Linked DNA regions of Ovis aries: region 1 is linked to region 2. Evidence: chromatin contacts called from public Hi-C data. All regions are on one chromosome and are shown on one strand. The core of a region is the stretch at or near the end of the contact, and the rest is flanking DNA. Distances in the headings are between cores, read along the strand shown.

The links. A called contact is a pair of places that touch in the nucleus more often than the background predicts.
Region 1: a Hi-C map of tail adipose tissue shows a contact between it and region 2, with 10 times the contacts expected there. The contact joins two enhancer-like sites. A contact is called at or near these places in 7 of 16 Hi-C or Micro-C datasets (blood, liver, mixed tissues and 3 more).

Annotation. Positions count from the first base shown.
Region 1 is chr16:39,826,629-39,833,165 of ARS-UI_Ramb_v3.0, reverse strand. No RefSeq gene overlaps it. Among named protein-coding and RNA genes, the nearest start is that of C1QTNF3, 55 kb to the left of the region's middle. Within about 2 kb of position 2,380, at least 3 of the 54 cell types and tissues checked have an H3K27ac peak or open chromatin away from gene starts, as enhancers often do.
Region 2 is chr16:39,416,427-39,423,406 of ARS-UI_Ramb_v3.0, reverse strand. All of the region lies in intron 11 of TTC23L (tetratricopeptide repeat domain 23 like), which reads left to right. Among named protein-coding and RNA genes, the nearest start is that of RAD1, 19 kb to the right of the region's middle. Within about 2 kb of position 4,141, at least 1 of the 54 cell types and tissues checked has an H3K27ac peak or open chromatin away from gene starts, as enhancers often do.

The sequences.
Region 1 (6,537 bases), core at 1,131-3,630, 410 kb before region 2:
ACATGGAGAAGGAAATGGCAACCCACTCCAGTCTTCTTGCCTGGAGAATCCCATGGACAGGCGAGCCTGGCAGGCTACAGTCCATAGGGTCACTGAGAGTCGGACACAACTGAGTGACTGAGCATAACCCAATACAAAAAAAAAGTTTTAAAACAAATTAAAAAATAAAGTAACACTGTTAGCGTACCATTCTAAGACACTCATAGTCCTACAGTGAACATTTCAAAACAACCATCTTGGAGGCTTAGCTTGGCTACTGTGACTCCATTGCGGACTAATTAATATGGCCTGTGGGCTTCCCTGCTGGTGCAGTGTTAAGACTCTGAGCTTCCACTGCAGGAGGTACAGGGGAGCTAAGATCCTACATGCTGAGTGTCACCGCCAAAAATAAAAAGGCCTGAAGTCATACAAGACGAACAGGAATCACATGATTACAAATCACAGAGACATCGATGGAAAGATGGGGCCAACCAAGTTCTGGAAGACTCTACCACCAGTCAGCTGGGGATGTCTTGATGCCATTTTCTGAGCAGGGAAGAAGCAGAGCCACCCACTGAGTGTGTGCCTCACTGGCATATTTGCTCTTTTCTTCATCCTCACCTTCTCGTCCTGCCGGTGCACAGCTCCCCCTCCAAGCGTCGACTTCGGGTCATGATCAGTGACAAGCAGATGGGACCTGCTGGAGCCAGTAAGACTAGTTCTTTTATCTGATCATGTAAAACAACCAGGGGCTTAGTGCAGTAAGTTACCTAAGAAGGGAAGAAGGGAAAGGTGAGAAGATCTACTAGCGGACTGGGAGGGTAAAAGGATGCTTAGGGAGGGTTAAGGAGGAAAAGGAAGGGGCAGAGGGGTGTCCTGGCTGCAGTAACAAGCCATAGAAGGAATGGGGCCGCATGCAAAGCAAAGTCCAGTTTGCTCCTTCTTCCACCAGAAACACTCATTCTGGTCCTACAGAAACTCCTGTAGCCCACTTGGGACCTGCCATGTCTCCCACAGGCTGACACCAATGTACCCCATTTCTGAAAAGCCACATTGGAGCCTCTGCAGAGGCCCCACTGATGATGGAAAAGCCCAGACTTTGGCCTCTCAGTCCTGTCCTGCCAGCTACGGTCTCCATGAGCTGAGGAAATTATCCTTCCTGTAGTGATCTTGACGAGGCAGCAGTGAGCGATGGCCTGAAGCAAGATCTTCATCACCTGCCCAGGAGCTGAACCTGGAAAGCCTGGATGAGAACCAGGGATCCTAGCCACCAGACCAGCAAGGGCTAGAGGCTAGAAGCTATTTTCCTCTGGATCTTTTCCCCCAGTGAAAAATGCATTTATCAGGGAGGCAGACACTGTAAATGCAGGTACAAAGTTTATTATTAGAGACATAGCACAGCAACAAGTGGGAGAGCAGGCAGAGAAATAGTTGGTTTACTTAGGACAGAAGCAAGGCACAGAGCCACACCCCGAGAGAAAGTGTGTGGGCATCCCTCCTAGTGAGGAGGCCTGCAGTAAGGGGACAGTTACGTCATTTACATAGGTCAGTTCTTCTGGGTCTTTGTCTTTCTTCATGCCAAGTATCTGGTTTCTTTTTCCACACCTGAGCTACCCTGGGGCACTCCCCAGGTGGGCATGCAACCCTCAGCCAAGATGGATCTTGAAGTGAAGGCTTCTGGGAGGAGCAAGGCTCATTATGGCCTGGCGTTATCGGCTGACTTTTGACCCACAAGGAGCCTCCCTGTGGGTGTGCAGGGTCTCCTTTGTCCCAAAAGAGGGGAGAGCGGAGCTCCCTTAATCTTTTATTCAAATGAAGTTTTGCCCCTCTTTGTCTTCGCCATGACTATTTCCCTGACTATTGCCATGACTATTACCTTAAGGAGTTTACAAGAGACAAACATTGGCTATTTACCCTGTTTCTGTTGTTACTTCCACTACAGAGGGCAAACAGGAAGGTGATTGTAAATGCCTTAACTGGAGCCCACCTGTCTCTTGTCTCAGAAAATGCTAACAGTTTTAAGAATCCAGGCCAAAGACCACTTCTTTGTGCCCCGTGTAATGCAAACAGGAGGCCAGTTGTAAATATCTAACCTGGAGCCCATCTATCTCCTACATCAATCACAGCCTCAGTTTCCCCACCTGTGATCCTAGCCAAGGGGTGATTCTGGAGAAAGGAAAGAGCAGACCTCAGGATGGGTTGTGGGGTGGGGATGGAGTGGAGATTTGGGGCAGGGGAGAGCCAGGTACCTATTGCAGCCTCCTTCACATCACCCTGTCAGAGAGCCTGACAAGAAACAAAACTAACAGTGCCAATGGGCTTTCAGCGCAGCCGCTGATGACGCTGGCCCTCAGCAGGGGCTCAGAGGCCAGACAATAGAACTATGACTCTGCTCAGCCCTAAACTTCTTTCCCAACTTTGCGATGAGTCAGTGGCTTTGTGTTTATAACCATTGTCCTTGGAGTCTCTCTGTGTTAATTTAAACACACACACACACACACACACACACACACACACACTTAAGGCTATTTGGTAACATTTTTCCTACCTTCAAACAAAAAGAAATTCAACTTAGACAACTGAATTTATTTGCCAGCAAGAGGACCAGTAAGAATGTAAACTACCTTTAACAGGAAAAAAAAAGAAAAATCTGGACAATTTGCATGAGGAAAGAAGTCAACTTTAGGTTCCAGATCTGGGCTTTGCTTCTGATCACAGTGAGCAATGAGGGGCTTCATCCACTCGCAACTAGGTTTCCTCTTCTGCAGAGTGAAGCAGTTGACTTGAGGATTTTTATGATTATTTGTTGTTGTCCAGTCACTAAGTCGTGTCAGACTCTTTGGGACCCAATAGACTAGCACACCAGGCTTTTCTGTCCTTCACTATCTCCCAGAGTTTGCTAGAATTTATGTCCAATTATTTATTAGTAACACCCAATTTTATCCCCAGAATTCTATAAAACAGATGTAAATATGCAGTATAAATTCATAAATGTAAACAACTTCAAATGCATTGGATTATTACAAAGTAACGAAATAAGGCTATCTATGCATGTATTTCAGTTGCACTAATCACAACAGAGAAGGCAATGGAAACCCACTCCAGTACTCTTGCCGGGAAAATCCCATGAACAGAGAAGCCTGGTAGGCTGCCGTCCATGGGGTCGCTAAGAGTCTGACACGACTGAGTGACTTCACTTTCACTTTTCGCTTTCATGCATTGGAGAAGGAAATGACAACCTACTCCAGTGTTCTTGCCTGGAGAATCCCAGGGACAGAGGAGCCTGATGGGCTGCCATCTATGGGGTCGCACAGAGTTGGACACGACTGAAGTGACTTAGCAGCAGCAGCAGCAATCACAAAGATCCTAATACAAGTGAGTGTGAATACTAATGGTCTTTTTCTTTCTTTTTCTTTTGTTGTTTATTTTGCTTTGTTTGTTTTCAATAACGCTTTGCCAATCCAGAGCACTACTTAACTGGGGCAGAGTGGGTTTTAATCTCGTATCATCAAAAACAAAACAATCCCCCCAAAACTAGCGAATCAGGCAGCATAAATTAGTGCATTTGAGTGGGTCAATGACTTTGAGCATATATATACTTTTTAAATTTTAAACTTCTATTTTTCTATTGGAGTATAGCTGATTAACAACATTGTGATAGTTGAGTACCTATTTTAATAGCACTTTTTATCACAAGCTAAAATATATTTTCAGGTGAAATCAGGATAAAACATTTGAATAGCCCTAAAAAACTAAGATCATGGCATCTGGTCCCATCACTTTATGGGAAATAGATGGGGAAACAGTGGAAACAGTGTCAGACTTTATTTTGGGGGGTTCCAAAATCACTGCAAATAGTGATTGCAGCCATGAAATTAAAAGACACTTACTCCTTGGAAGGAAAGTTATGACCAACCTAGATAGCATATTCAAAAGCAGAGACATTACTTTGCCAACAAAGGTCCATCTAGTCAAGGCTACGGTTTTTCCAGTGGTCATGTATGGATGTGAGAGTTGGACTGTGAAGAAAGTTGAGCACCAAAGAATTGATATTTTTGAACTGTGGTGTTGGAGAAGACTCTTGAGAGTCCCTTGGACTGCAAGGAGATCCAACCAGTCCATTCTAAAGGAGATCAGTCCTGGGTGTTCTTTGGAAGGACTGATGCTAAAGCTGAAACTCCAATACTTTGGCCACCTCATGCAAAGAGTTGACTCATTGGAAAAGACTCTGATGCTGGGAGGGATTAGGGGCAGGAGGAGAAGGGGACGACAGAGGATGAGATGGCTGGATGGCATCACCGACTCGATGGATATGAGTTTGAGTGAACTCCGGGAGTTGGTGATGGACAGGGAGGCCTGGCGTGCTGCAGTTCATGGGGTCACAAAGAGTTGGACACAACTGAGCAACTGAACTGAACTGAAAGAACCCTCTGGGTTCACAGAGTACTTGGAAATCTCCTGGGCTAGAGGTTCTCTAACTTGTAGTCTTAGAGTCTTTACCTTTGGCCCTTCCCTAAACTTGTTTCCCTCCTCTGCCCCCTCATGCATTCTAGAAATTCCTTCTGTGAATCTGGCATAGTTCTAGACTTGGAATCCTCTAAGTGAATCTCTCCCAAATAAGTGTACAAGCCATCTACTTCAAGAAAGACACAGAACATGAGAGTAAAGAGTTTAAGTTTTAATCAGATCTTACTGAGGGTGATAGCCTGGAAGACAGCCACTCACTCAGTTAGCTCTGCTCCAAAGAAGCAGGAGAGGCCTACCAATGGGATTTTTCACAGAACTAGAACAAATAATTTCACAATTTGTATGGCAATACAAAAAAACCTCGAATAGCCAAAGCATCTTGAGAAAGAAGAATGGAACTGGAGAAATCAACCTGCCTAACTTCAGGCTCTACTACAAAGCTACAGTCATCAAGACAGTATGGTACTGGCACAAAGACAGAAATATAGATCAATGGAACAAAATAGAAAACTCAGAGATAAATCCATGTACCTATGGACACCTTATCTTTGACAAAGGAGGCAAAAATATATAATGGAGAAAAGACAATCTCTTTAACAAGTGGTGCTGGGAAAACTGGTCAACCTCCTGTAAAAGAATGAAATCAGAACACTTTCTAACACCATACACAAAAATAAGCTCAAAATGGATTAAAGATCTAAATGTAGGACCAGAAACTATAAAACTTCTAAAGGAAAACATAAGCAAAACACTCTCTGACATAAATCATAGCAAGATCCTCTATAACCAACCTCCCAGAGTAATGGGAATAAAAGCAAAAATAAACCCAAATGGGACCTAATTAAACTCAAAGCTTTCTCACAACAACTATAAGCAAGGTGAAAAGACAGCCTTCAGAGTGGAAGAAAATAATAGCAAATGAAGCAACTGACAAAGAATTAATCTCAAAAATATACAAACAGCTCATGAAGCTCAATACCAGAAAAATAAATGACCCAATCAAAAAATGGACAAAGAACTAAACAGACATTTCTCCAAAGAAGACATACAGATGGCTAACAAACACATGAAAAGATGCTCAATATTACCCATTATCAGTTCAGTTCAGTTCAGTTCAGTCGCTCAGTCCTATCCGACTCTACCCATTATCAGAGAAATGCAAACCAAAACCACAGTAAGGTACCATCTCATGCCAGTCAGAATGGCTGCTATCTGAAAGTCTACAAACAATAAATGCTGGAGAGGGTGTGGAGAAAAAAGGGAACCTTCTTACACTGCTAGTGGGATTGCAAACTAGTACAGCCACTATGGAGAACAGTGTGGAGATTCCTTAAAAAACTGAAAATAGAACTGCCATACAACCCAGTAATCCCCCTGCTAGGTATACACACTGAGGAAACCAGAATTGAAAGAGACGTATGTACCCCAATGTTCATCACAGCACTGTTTACAATAGCCAGGACATGGAAGAAACCTAGATGTCCATTGGCAAATGAATGGATAAGAAAACTGTGGTAAATATATACAATGGACTATTACTCAGCTATTAAAAAGAATACATTTGAATCAGTTCTAATGAGGTGGATGAAACTGGAGCCTATTACACAGAGTGAAGTAAGTCAGAAAGAAGAACACCAACACAGCATATTAATGCATATATATGGCATTTAGAAAGATGGTAATGAAGACCCTATATGCAACACAGCAAAAGAGACACAGATGTAAAGAACAGATTTTTGGACTCTGTGGCAGAAGGCAAGAGTGGGATGATTTGAGAGAATATCGTTGAAACATGTACATTACCATATGTGAAATAGATCACCAGTCCAAATTCGATGCATGAAACAGGGCACCCAAAACCGGTGCACTGGGACAACCCAGAGGGATGGGATGGGGAGGGAGGTGGGAAGGGGGTTTGGGATGGGGGACACATGTACACCTGTGGCTGATTCATGTCAATGTATGGCAAAAACCATGACAATATCATAAAGTAATTAGCTTCCAATTACAATAAATAATTTTTTTGAAGTAAGCCATTGACACTGGGTCCATTTTGTATTTCTTCAAGGATGCTCTTTAGGAGGTTGCATT
Region 2 (6,980 bases), core at 2,892-5,391:
CACCCAGGACTGATCTGAGTGTGTGTTAAATCCCTGAAACTGACCTAGGTCCTATCCATAAAGAACCTAAGCCTCACAAACACCCTACACGATAGCTCTCATTTGCCAGAAGGAGCCTGATATTCTGTAAAGGAACATGCCTAAATTCATGTAAGTCTTGGAGGTTTAGATCCAAGCAAATGTGATTCTAAAGGCCATGTGCTTTCCCCTTAGAGCCCTTTAACAAAGAAGGGTGTCATTATTGGGTGAGAGTTAGGATTCTGATTGCATTTCATTGGAGGTGATTCATAGTTAGTACTTTCTCATCAGGTTGGCCAGGCGGGGGACAAGCTGGACACAGAGAATTCATGCAGCCTGTCTTGTCCCCACCTATCTCAGTCAGAGCCACACCTAAAAGAGGCCCAGCAGAAGACTGTCTCATGTTTCATCTTACCCAGGACAGCACGTTCGCTAGCCTCTCTCAGAGATGCCCATGGTAGGAGGGGATATGGGGAACTCTGCCCCCTGCCCACTGGTGTATGTGAAAGTATGTCCTCTTAGTCAATAACCATCAGTTCAGTTCAGTTCAGTTCAGCTGCTCAGTCATGTCTGACTCTTTGTGAACCCATGGACTGCAGCATGCTAGGCCTCCCTGTCCATCACCAGCTCTTACACTTTACTCAAACTTTTGTTCATTGAGTCAGTGATGCCACTCAACCATCTCATCCTCTGTCTTCCCCTTCTCCCACCTTCAATCTTTCCCAGCATCAGGGTCTTTTCAAATGAGTCAGTTCTTTGCATCACATGGCCAAAGTATTGGAGTTTCAGCTTCAGCATCAGTCTTTCCAATGAATACTCAGGACTGATTTTCTTTAGGATGGACTGGTTGGACCTCCTTGCAATCCAAGGGACTCTCAAGAGTCTTCTCCAACACCACAGTTCAAAAACATCAATTCTGTGGTGCTCAGCTTTCTTTATAGTTCAACTCTCACATCCATACATGACTACTGGAAAAACCACAGCTTTGGCTAGATGGACCCTTGTTGGCAAAGTAATGTCTCTGCTTTTTAATATGCTGTCTATTTTGGTCATAACTTTTCTTCCAAGGAGCAAATGTCTTTTAATTTCATGGCTGCAATCGCCATCTGCAGTGATTTTGGAGCCCAGAAAAATAAAGTCTCTCACTGTTTCCCCATCTATTTGCCATGAAGTGATGGGACTAGATGCCATGATCTTAGTTTTCTGAATGTTGGATTTTAAGCCAGCTTTTTCACTCTCCTCTTTCACTTTCATCAAGAGGCTCTTTAGTACTTCACTTTCTGCCATAAGTGTGGTGTTATCTGCATATCTGAAGTTGTTGATATTTCTCCCAGCAATCTTGATTCCAGCTTGTGCTTCATCCAGGCCAGCGTTTCTCGTGATGTACTCTGCATATAAGTTAAATAAGCAAGGTGACAATATACAGCCTTGACATATTTCTTTCCTGATTTGGAGCCAGTCTATTGTTCCATGTCCAGTTCTAGCTATTGCTTCCTGACCTGTATACAGATTTCTCAAGAAGCAGGTCAGGTGGTCTAGGTATTCCCAACTCTTTAAGAATTTTCCACAGTTTATTGTGATCCACACAGTGAAAGGCTTTGGCATAATCAATAAAGCAGAAGTAGATGTTTTTCTTGAATTCTCTTGCTTTTTTGATGATCCAGTGGATATTGGCAATTTGATCTCTGGTTCCTCTGCCTTTTCTAAAACCAGCTTGAACATCTGGAAGTTCTCAGTTCACATACTGTTTGAAGCATCGCTTGGAGAATTTTGAGCATTACGTTGCTAGCATGTGAAATGAGTGCAGTTGTGCGGTAGTTTGAGCATTCTTTAGCATTGCCTTTCTATGGGATTGGAATGAAAACTGACCTTTTCCAGTCCTGTGGCCACTGCTGAGTTTTCCAAATTTGCTGGCATATTGAGGCAGCACTTTCACAGCATCATGTTTTAGGATTTGAAATAACTCAACTTGAATTCCATCACCTCCACTAGCTTTGTTCATAGTGATGCTTCCTAAGGCCCACTTGACCTTGCACTCCAGGATGTCTGGCTCTAGGTGAGTGATCACACCATCGTGATTATCTGGGTCATGAAGATCTTTTTTGAATAGTTCTTCAAATGTTCAGAAACCATAAGAACATTAATAATAACGGTAATGTAGAACTTATTCCAATCCCCTGGTGTTATAAAATACATATACTATTTCTGACTCATAAATAACCCTATTTGGTAGGTATTTTTATCTTTCATATTCAGGTGGTGAAACTGGTACTCAGAAAGTTTGAGTATCTTGTTTAAAATCATCTAGCCAGTAAGTGTGGTAAGATTTGAACCCAGACCTGTCGTATTTCAAAAATGTACTGCCTTTCACTCTGTAAACAGGGATTCTGACTTTGAGGAATTTGAGAATACATATGGGGGCACCTGGCCAGCAGGCATGTCCCCAGAGTCTCATTTTACATATAGTGGAACTGAGTACCGATCACGTTCAAGTTAAACTACCCAGGAGGAGGAAGAGCTCACTCCAGAATGTGCCCTTCATATGCAAGGTAGCCTACTCTCTGAAGGCAGGCTGTCTGGATTTTAAATCAGGCTCCACCACTCAGCTCTCTGACCTGGGTGAGGTTACTTAACCTCTCTCAGCCTCTATTTATTCATCAGTAAAATAACAGTACCTTCCTTGAAAAGTGGGTTTTTCTGAGACTTAATAAAATCACATGTAAAACAGCACTTAGATCAGGACCTGACAGGTCTTGAATACTCAGTGAATATTGGCATAAGAATAAAATTATAATAAGAATTATCTTTCTGAGATGCTGGAGATAATAGATCAGCTATCACCTATTACTTCCCAGGTGGCGCTAGTAGTAAAGATCCCACCTGCCCATGAAGGAGACATAAGAGACACAGGTTCTATCACTGGGTTGGGAAGATCCCCTGGAGGAGGGTATGGCAGCCCACTCCAGTATTCTTGCCTGGAGAATCCCATGGACAGAGGAGCCTGGCAGGCTACAGTCCATAGGATTGCAAAGAGTCGGACACGACTGAAGTGACTTAGCATGCAAGAGTGATGGGTAAAGAGTATACATTGCTAGAGTCAGCCATGTCATCTTAACCTGCCTCTGCCACTCACTATACACAACCTTGGGAAAACCACTTAACTTCTGAGCCTTGCTTTCTCCATCACTAAAATGCAGATAATTGTATATCACATAGAGTTATTGTGAACTTTAAATAAAATAATGTATATAACATGCATAGGCTAGTGCCTGACAGGGTATGTACTCAGTAAATGTTAGCCAAGCATCCTTTCCTCTCCATTATACTGTAATATACAGCCTTTTGCTTCTAGGGAAGTGGGTCAGAATATTTGAAATTGTAATTGTGATTAATTGTTAGACAGTATTACAATATGTTTGTGTTTGAGAATTTGAATCTGAAGATACTAAAGTACACTTTGTACTTTAGAGGTAATAATGAAACGAAAAGAGTAAAATGTGTAGTTTCAGACAAGAGATGCATGTTTCTTCAAAACCGAAAGCAAGAGTTCTACTAAGCTTGTGCTTAAAAAGAGAGATGTCAGAATAGCTGGAGTGGATCCATTGCCTCAGTAGCCTGAGGTCGCTTTCCAGGGTCTCAGTGTTCTTCGTCCTCCATGATTTGAAAAGAATCAGTGTGAAAGTGAAAGTCGCTCAGTCATGAGGGGGAGAAATTAAGAGGCAGTGGAATAACCCGATTCAGATCCCAGGTACTATGAATTTTTTTGGTTCTTGGAGACTAATTCCTCTCTCTGTAAATTTGATGAAACCTAGAGATACCAGGAAGACACATGGATGGGGAAGGATCTTAAGGAGTCTGCTGTAGCAGAAGTTGAGTCAGTAAAGGTTTGTTTCCCTGAAACAAGTCCATATCTCATCCCTCAAGAACTGCTGAGCAAAGCGATAGGAATCGTTGCCAAAGCCCAGATGTCAAAAAAAAAAAAAAAAGAGAGAAAAAAAAAAAAAAAAGAGAGAAAAAAAAAAAAAAACACCTAGTCCAGGAATTGTTCTCTTTGCTTGAGCATCTTGCTGGAATAATCAGCCCCAGATGTCCTGGAACTCTGCTAGTTTTCTGATGTGTTCTTGTGCTTTCTACCCCACCTCCTCCGGAAACCCAGTGACAACATTCACTGGGCTTTCGTTGCCAGGAGCCCAAATTCCTGGCTTCTGCAGCCTCTGCAAAGAAGTGAAAGCAGAACTAGCTGCATGAATTAGGAGTTAATTCCAAGGTTAAATGTTTGTTAGTTGCACAGGCCTCAAGTAAGATCTTAGTGTATAGAAAAGGTGCAGAAAATCTGATTTAGAAGTAAACATTGAGATTGTTTAGTCTGACTTTTACCTAAATCACAAATGGACTTCAGTTTTAATCATTTATATATCAAGCTCCCTCTAAGCTCTAGAAATACTCAGATGTTTAAGATACAGTCCTTTTCCAAGAAAACAGACACACCGGACTAGATTACAAGTTAGTCTGCAGTAAAGCTTTAAGAAAAATGTAAACAGAGGACAAGTAATAAATTGTGAGCCCGGAAATGTGGGTGGAGACTTGTGTGTATGCTGTGGGCAGGGGGCTGGGTCTTCAAAGAAAGGTAGAATATCAACAGGTAGGAAAGCCAGCAGTGGGCATTTGATGTAGCTCGACCAACAGCATAGTGCCATGGACAGGCTTGATATTTCTGAGGAAAAGCAAGTGGCCTTGAGTTGTTGTAGTTGGAGGTATATGAGTAAGACTCATTGGAAAAGACCCTGATGCTGGGAAAGATTGAGGCAAGAGGAGAAGAGGGCGACAGATAATGAGATGGTTGGATGGCATCATCAGTTCAATGAACATGAGTTTGAGCAAGCTCTGGGAGATGGTGAAGGACAGTGAAGCCTGGCATGCGGCAGTCCATGAGGTCGCAAAGAGTCAGACGTGACTTTGAAACTGAACAATAGGAACATGCTGGAGATGTTTGAGAAGATAAACTTGGGTGCAGTTACAGGATGTTTTGTGTGCCATGCTGATGAGTTTAGAATTTATTCTGTAGGCAGAAGATAACTATCAAAGTTTTGAGCAGGATGTGCCATGATCAATTACTGGCTTTAGAACATTAACTGTCAGCCCTGGGAAGGATGGATGGGACCTGGGGAGACCACAGAAGTAGGAAGACCATTTAGGAGGCAGATGCAATAGTGCAAGGAAGAGATGTTGAGAGCCTTAATTATCTAAAACGGTAGTAGAAGGAACATGGAGAAGATGGAGTCTCAAATTCGCAAGACCTTGGAACCAATCATATGTGAGGTATAATGGAGCCAGGGGCCCATTCAAAGGTGGCTTTGAAGTTTCCAGCTTGAGCAACTTGGTGAATGGCCATGCTATTAAGGAAAGCATATTGGCAGGACAAGGTCAATATTGGAGGATATTTAGGGTGTCTGAAGAAGATAATTTCCATTTTGAATGTGTTAATTTTGAGGTGCCCATAATACATCTACTTGACGATGTCTAATAGGCTGTATGGACCAGAAACTCGAGATATATTAGAAGTTAAAGGAATGGATAAGAAATCCATGGATCATGTGTATGTCAAACAAGAAAACTTAGGAACTTTGGAGAATATTTACACATGGTTTGGAGAGAACATATGTGGTATTTTTTAATCAAAATAGAGAGGGCTCAAGAGTGAGCTCCCCACTTAGAGAAAGACATCTTGCATCTTCCTTTCTTCATCTAAAGAAATGCAAATAAGAGAACTCTGTTTTACAGGTTTTATTTACTGTATAGCACATAGTAAGCTTCTGTGAAATGTTAATTATTGTAATTATTATTATTATATTATCCAGCGGTCATTCAGAAGGAGGAACTGGTAAGGAGACTCAGAAAGAGTCTTTAGAGAGTTAGACGAGTCAGGAAAAAACAGAAAGGAACTCATAGGAGGAGAAAGTTTCAGAAAAGGGTGTGGTCTTTAGCAATGTCACAGAAGACACGAAGGGGCAGTTTAAAGAAGAGGGATGCAATTGTCCAATAAACAGAAAGCAGGATTTTCAATCTCATACAGAATTTATAAATTCAAATGAAATATATTTACAACCTATTATATTATGTGGTAGGGGCTTCCCAGGTGGCACCAAGAGAGAGAACCTACCTGCCAACACAGAGGATGCAGGAGACATGAATTTGATCCCTGGGTTGGGAAGATCCCCTGGAGAATGGAATGGCTGCCCACTCCAGTATCCTTGCCTGGAAAAGTCCACAGGCAGAGGAACCTGGTGGGCTACAGTCAATGGAGTCACAAAGAGCTGGACACAACTGAGCACACACGCAAGAATATTTATGAAAAGTACAGGTCATATAAACTCAGTCCTGTCAAAGATACGGGGAGACCAGCTCTCTAGTACCCTATGATGGAACTGTGGGTTGATAGATATAACTATATATCCAGCTAGATAGGGCTTTGCTGGTGGCTCAGTGGTAAGGAACCCACCTGCCAATGCAGGAGATGGGGGTTTGATCCCTGTGTAGGGAAGATCTCCTGGAGGAGAAAATGGCTACCTCCAGTATTCTCTCCTGGAAAATTTCACAGACAGAGGAGCCTGGCAGGCTACAGTCCATGGGCTCGCAAAGAGTCGAACACAACTGAGTGACTAATACACACACACACACACACAAATCAGGAACTCACTCATTATCTTTCCAGGTGGCCTTTTCCAATAATAGACAGTTATAATTGTTAGGATGCAAGGTCATGAACTTGAGAGTCAGACAGACCTCTGTTTGAATCCAAGCTCCTCCACTTTCTGTGTGCCATAAGACCAGTTATCCTAAGCCTCAGTTTTCTCTAATAAGGATTAGAATAGCATCTATAATAAGGAAAGATAATAAAGAGTAAATTAGATTATTCCCATAAAAAATGTAGCACGGCATCTCATATATAGTAATTGCCCAAT